2 separate regions of the Mus musculus genome follow, and region 2 is linked to region 1. Evidence: chromatin contacts called from public promoter capture Hi-C data. All regions are on one chromosome and are shown on one strand. The core of a region is the stretch at or near the end of the contact, and the rest is flanking DNA. Distances in the headings are between cores, read along the strand shown.

What was found. Promoter capture Hi-C pulls out the DNA fragments that hold promoters and counts their contacts.
Region 2: a promoter capture Hi-C map of cranial neural crest shows a contact between it and region 1. The contact joins the promoter of Ccdc77 here to the promoter of Raf1 in region 1.

The regions. Positions count from the first base shown.
Region 1 is chr6:115,675,127-115,678,168 of GRCm38.p6, reverse strand. Raf1 (v-raf-leukemia viral oncogene 1) reads left to right here and starts at 1,534. Exons shown (of 17, transcript NM_029780.4): 1 at 1,534-1,933. It overlaps D830050J10Rik (RIKEN cDNA D830050J10 gene), which reads right to left and starts at 2,201. Exons shown (of 1, transcript NR_152134.1): 1 at 1-2,201.
Region 2 is chr6:120,355,865-120,358,906 of GRCm38.p6, reverse strand. Ccdc77 (coiled-coil domain containing 77) reads left to right here and starts at 1,540. Exons shown (of 12, transcript NM_001381936.1): 1 at 1,540-1,580.

The sequences.
Region 1 (3,042 bases), core at 285-2,784:
CAGTGGTTAGCCATTCCCCTTTGGGCCTACCTCCCCCCCCCTTTTTTTTAACCCTGCATTTGTCCATTATCTTGTCACAGAAACCAGAAAAGTAACCAATACAAAAGCCAAAAGATGGAAAGAACCTAAATTTCCATGGTTATCCTAGACAGAAAATCTGGTGTAAACTTCTGATGAAATAGTTTAGCTCTAAAGAGGAGTGAAGTATTAGCACACATGTGTTACAGATGAACTCGGAAACAGGCTAAGTGAAAAGACTTAAATCATAAAGGGCCCCATACTTTATAAGTATCCACGCACACAAGATAATCTAGAAGTCAGGTCTGTAGTAGCAAAATGAGTATTGGTGGTTGCTCTGGGTGGGAGCTAGTGAGAAACTAAACTGCTTAGTGGGTAATTTTATTTCAGAGTAATGGAAATGTTTTGGAACCAAAGTTGTGGTTACACAATACTGTGAACGCACTAAATGCCAAAAGATGTTTACTTATAAATGGTTACTTAAAAAAAACAAAAAAAAACTTGTCTGTGTATTTGTAAATGCGGTTGCAGGTTGCGCACGTAGCACCGGGTTCGAATGGAGGTCAGAGGATAACTTTCAGGAGCCTGTTCTCTCTTCCATCAGGTTTTACTCTGCACACTTTTTACTCTCTGAGTCACCTTGCGGGTCCCCAAATGGCTACTTGGAAAATACTTACACAGAGGTAGGAGAACCAGAGTCTGAGGCCAGCCTCAAATTAAGAGGGAATCTGGCACATGCTTTTAATCCCAGCACTCAAGAGGCAGAGGCAGAGCGATCTCTTTGAGCTCGAGGCCAGCCTGGTTTACAAAGTGAGTTCCAGGACAGACAGGGCTGTTAGACAAAGAAACCCTGTCTCGAAAAACCACAATAAATAAATAAAATTGAGAACCTATTTCAAAGAGGGGAAAAAAAAAAAAAAGCACAATTGACAATACACATTGCCCTCCAGGTGTCTATTCCACGGGGGCTGTACGAAGACGCACAACAGGCTTCAGTTTACGGTGGGCCATATTGTCGCATCAATTTTAATTTTTTTTTCTTTTTTGAGACAGGGTCTCATGCAGCTCATATGACCGTGAACTCCCGACCCTCTTGCCCTCACTTTCCAAGCGCTGGCATTACAGGTGTGCAACACCATACTTTTAGTTTTTGGTCAACTTGGTGTACTACAGCGAACACTCCATCTACAAATGAGGAACCTGAGGTTTCACATAGCATGAGGGCTTTCCCACAAAACCCCTAGGCCGCCATTCTCCACGGATGTCAACTTCGGAGAGGAAGCACCAGAGCTGGAGCCCTGTGCCGTGTGTCACCAGGCGCGTCTGGCCCGCTGAGGGCCTCGCGGGTGGCCGGACCGCGGCTGCAGCCCAATACCACTGGCCTCCAACCAGAAACAGTCACTCTGCTACCACGGAGTCAACCCCGAAATGGCGGCCGCAGGACCGCGAGGCCACGCCCCCGGAGGCGGGGCCACATTCCAGGCTCGAGCGATAGATCCCCGAGCCGAGTTTTAAGCGGACTGCCGAGCCCAGGAGCTCGCGCAGAGGCAGTGAGCCCGGCGGCGCCGCAGGTCGTGGAGACGAGTGTCGAGCGCAGGGCTAGCTCGCCCGGGATAGCCTGAGAGCGTCTTCTTCGCGGGTGCTGGTGCCGCCATCTTGGATGGCGGGAGTTAGAGCCGAGCGGACTTGAGGCGGGAAGGCTTCTCTGTTGTTCTCCGCAGGCCCTCGGACGGGCCAGCTGGCCGAGCTTTGGGGCGCGTGCCCTGAGGCGCGGGGCGCTAGTGCAGCGATGCGGGGCCTCCCCGGGGCCCCGTCCCCCGGGCTGGGGACACGCCGAATGTGACCGCAACCAACGCGTTCTCTCAACCACCGCTGCCGCTGCACGACGGGACCCGGCACTGCCCGGCTCCCTCAGGTAGGCCACAGGGCTGACGGTGCGACCGTGGGGCGCAGGGTCGGCCAGGCCGCTGTCATCCTGGTGGCGGGCCGGGCGCGGGCCGGGTGTCATGGCCGGCGAGCCAGTTTCCACACCCCTGCTCAGATTTCCCAGTGTTTCTCGGAAACGTGCCAGCGCCACTCCGGTGCCCAGCGAGCATTCCTCATATTTTGGCAATGGGGGAAAAAAAATCCTCCCAGAGCTGCCCAGTGACTGTGTTGTCACTGGGATGGGCTCGTTCTTTTTTCTCTCGGGCTGCAGAAGTGGGGGGAGCCCGGCCTTGCACCTCCTCTCGGGCTGCTTCGCTTAAGTGACACCCTTTTAGGGAAGACAAGAGGAATCGGGGAAGGCAGCGAGAGAAACCGGTCAGGGTCCCGCCTCAAAGGCTTGCGACCTCGCCTGGGGCTTCCAAATGGGTGGCCCGGGATGCTCGCGATCGGGAGCCAGGCTGCCTTTTGTGTGAAGCGACAACCTCCCAGGCTTTTGCAGAGCCGGTGCATGGATGCAGAGTTGGGACACAAACGAGGTGACCGTGTTCATTCATTGTTCTCTCTCCAGGGCCCAGGGTGTGCCTCTGGTTTTCATTCTTTGTTAGGAGGGACAGTCGAATCTCTTCTTTCCCGGTTGAGACGTAACTGGGTCCTGGGGAATGGGCCAGGTCTGTGTATAGAAGTGGGGAATGAATTCAGGGCACGTCTGAATGCCTGCAATGCGTCCTGTGGGGTCGTTGGAGACTCAGCTCCTGGGGCGTGAAAACAACCGGAGGTGATAAGGCTTGTTTTCCCAAGTGTTCTTGGGATTTAGAACAGTTAGGTGCAGAGTCGAGAAGCCCTGAGGTTCCTTGCTTGCTTCTGCGCGGAGTTTGAAGGACTGTTCCGCCAGGTGAGGCAGAGGGGAGGACATTGTCGGCGGAGGGAACAGCTGGCACCAAGGCTCAGAGGCATAGCCTGCGGGAGTTGGGATGATTTGGGGGAGCAGCTAGTAAATGTGGGGTGCAGGAAGACAGACGTCAGGGTTCAAAAGGAAAAATTGATCGCTTGTGAAGGGTCTGTGTGATGGATAGTAATGAACTAGTTCATTTATTAATT
Region 2 (3,042 bases), core at 291-2,790, 4.7 Mb before region 1:
GAGCTGAGGGTGGTGGCTCATGCCTCTAAACCCAACACTAGTTGGGGAACCCTGTCTCAGCAACAAAAGAGGATATATAAAAGGAAGTTACACAAGAAAGGATCAATTCTGCAATGCATAGTAGCATTACTTTAAAATTTGGAAAGCTTGAAAATTGAAGCTTTTATGCCTATGTCAACTTCAGTGGCTCACTGATAAGTGTACACAATTTTTTCAATATGATATTTCAAATATCATTGGTTTTCCTATTCATGTCATAGGAAAGGATAAAGAGAAAGTTTATAGTTTTTCCTTCTTTGTTATTCTATTTTGGTTAGTCCCTGGGAAATTCTTGGAGTCAGGCTTGGGTGAGAAGTATAGTTCAGTGGTAGAATACTTGTTTACCATTAAGTAACCATGATTCCTTTTTTGGTTTTGTTTTGTTTTGTTTTGTTTTGTTTTGTTTTGTTTTGTTGAGACAGGGTTTCTCTGTATAGCCCTGGCTATCCTGGAACTCACTTTGTAGACCAGGCTGGCCTCGAACTCAGAAATCTGAGGCCTGCCTCTGCCTCCCGAGTGCTGGGATTAAAGGCATGTGCCACCACGCCCGGCAGGACCATGATTCCTGAAGCCTTAGTTCAGTCGCAGGGTGAATCCAATGACTGAGCAAACAAGCAAAGAGCCATTAAAATGTGTTTGGAGTCAGAGGTGATGAGCTATAATACCTCTCTGTGTGTTTGTTTTGTTTGTTGTTTGTTTAAGGGTGTAGTTCTGCCCTAGAACTTGCTGTGTAGACCCAGCTGGCTGCCCCTGCCTCCCATACACTGGGCTTATGCCTGAGTCCCAGAATTTGAGGGTAGATGCAGGAGGATCTCTGAGGCTTCTACACAGCAAGATCCAAGCTAAACTGGATACATAGTGAGTCCTGGTTTGGTTCCTCACACCCATATGGTGGCTCACAACCATCCCTCTTTAATTACATCTAAGCTAAGGCATAGAAAACTCTGTCTCCTCCTCTCCTCTCCTCTCCTCTCCTCCCCTCCCCTCCCCTCCCCTCCCCTCCCCTCCCCTCCCCTCCCCTCCCCTCCCCTCAAACTCCTGATCCTTTTTATGTCCCTTCTCAGGAATTGGGATTACAGGCTTTTACAACTCCGTAGGATTTGTAGAACGTTTCTTAGGCTCACTTGAAACAAACTAAAGGCTCACTCGAAACAAATGATAATGTGTACTAAACTCTCCGAGGAGTTCTCGTGATTATGTATGTCATTTATGCAACAGGTTTCATTAAAGGAAAATAGTTAAGTGAGTTTAGACTGAGTTGTCAAAACGAGTTCTAACAGCCAAGGGATACTTACCTCCCCCCTCCACACGCATTCTGTCTTTGCGCAATGCTGTGTGCAGAAGAGAAACTACACTTCCCAGGAACCTCTGCCGGTGAGGCGCAAGGCAAGATGGGAAGTACTGCTGGGTGAACAACCGTCCTATTGGTGTGCAACCTAAAAGGCCGCCTGAGCTCGTGAGCGATTGGTAGGATTTTGTAGATGCTCGCTGATTTGAGTTGTTTTTCGGTTGCGTTGTTGGACGCCAGGGGTTAGCACTTGGTGAGTGTGGATTTCAGGGAAAGGGTGAAAGTTTTTTGGGGAGTAAATATGGTGGGATAAAAGCCTTAGTAATCAGTGCGGAAGGGAGCTACAGGAGACTAAACCTAGGGCCAGTCAAGGAAAGATTGTCTGTAAAAAGAGAAGTTTCCGGGACGCGGAGAGCTTTAAGAATGACTGAGCAAAGATCTGCTCAAGAACTGTATGAACTTGCCAGAGAACAGGATCCAGACGTCCTGAGATGGACGGAGTTCCGTCTCCGTCTTCCTCCCACTTGCTTAAGCTTCGATTTCCTCGTTTGAAAAATAAGGGATAATAAAAATACTTCAGAAAGTGGTTATGCGGGTAAATACGACTTTTTAGGGACGGGGTTGTGGCCAATATGTAGAGTGTTTGCTTAGCACGCCTGTGCCCTCAATTCGATCTCTTACACCTACAAAACAGAAACCCATCACCTTTTATATAAATAGAGGCATTCCTGCCTTGCAAGGTAGGATTAAGATGGCTTCTGTCTGCCTGGAAGATAGGTTATCATAGTAAAACTGCAAATACAGGCATTTATCAGTGAGGGGGGAAAAAAAGCTTTTAAATTTTTTTAATTATTCGTTTTTGTTTTTTGATTCGGGAATCTTACTCTGCAGCCCACGTGGGCTTGCAGTTCACTATATGTACCAGACTGGTCTCAAACTCTTGGCATTATACTCTTGTCTCGGTCTTCTGAGTGTTGGGAGTACAAGTACACAATCAGTTTATGGTTTTTCTGTTGTTTATTTGAGACAAGACCTTGCTCTGTTCCGGGCTTGCCTGGAATTCAACTCTGTACCCTAGGCTGCCCTCAATGTTGGGTGATCTTCCCAGTGCTAGCTTTTAATGACAGATGCCACTACAATTGGCTTTCTAGATCGTCTTGAATGGAAAAACTCAAGAAAGAGATGGAAGAAATAGTATTTAAGATGAATTTTACATGCAGAATACACTTGATTAAGTGAATTTACTAGAGTTGTGGAAGGAGTTATAATTGAACTGCCAGGAAGCTCATGAGCAAAGGCATAGAACCAAGAACATTATGTGCCTCTGGCGTGGTGTATAAGCTTTTAATCCCAGTGCTCGGGAGCCAGAGGCAGGCAATCTCTGTAAGTTTTAGACCAGCCTGGTTTACATAGTTCCAAGCCAGCCGTAGTGAGATCCTGTCCAAAAAAACAAACAAAAAAAACATTTTATAAAAACAGGGTATATCTGGGGAAAGAGATAAAAATAAGTCAGGGAAGAGAGGTTAGGCTCTAAAATAGAAAGTTCTGAATTCTAGGCTTTATTTAATGTTCGTGTCTGTAAGTAGCCACTTGTCAGCTTGTGATTTTTTTGTTTTGTTTTGTTTGTTTGTTTGTTTTGTTTTTTTTGGAACAAGGTATCTATCACTATATAATGCTGGTTGTCCTGGAACTCAGGCTGGATATGAGAATCTAGA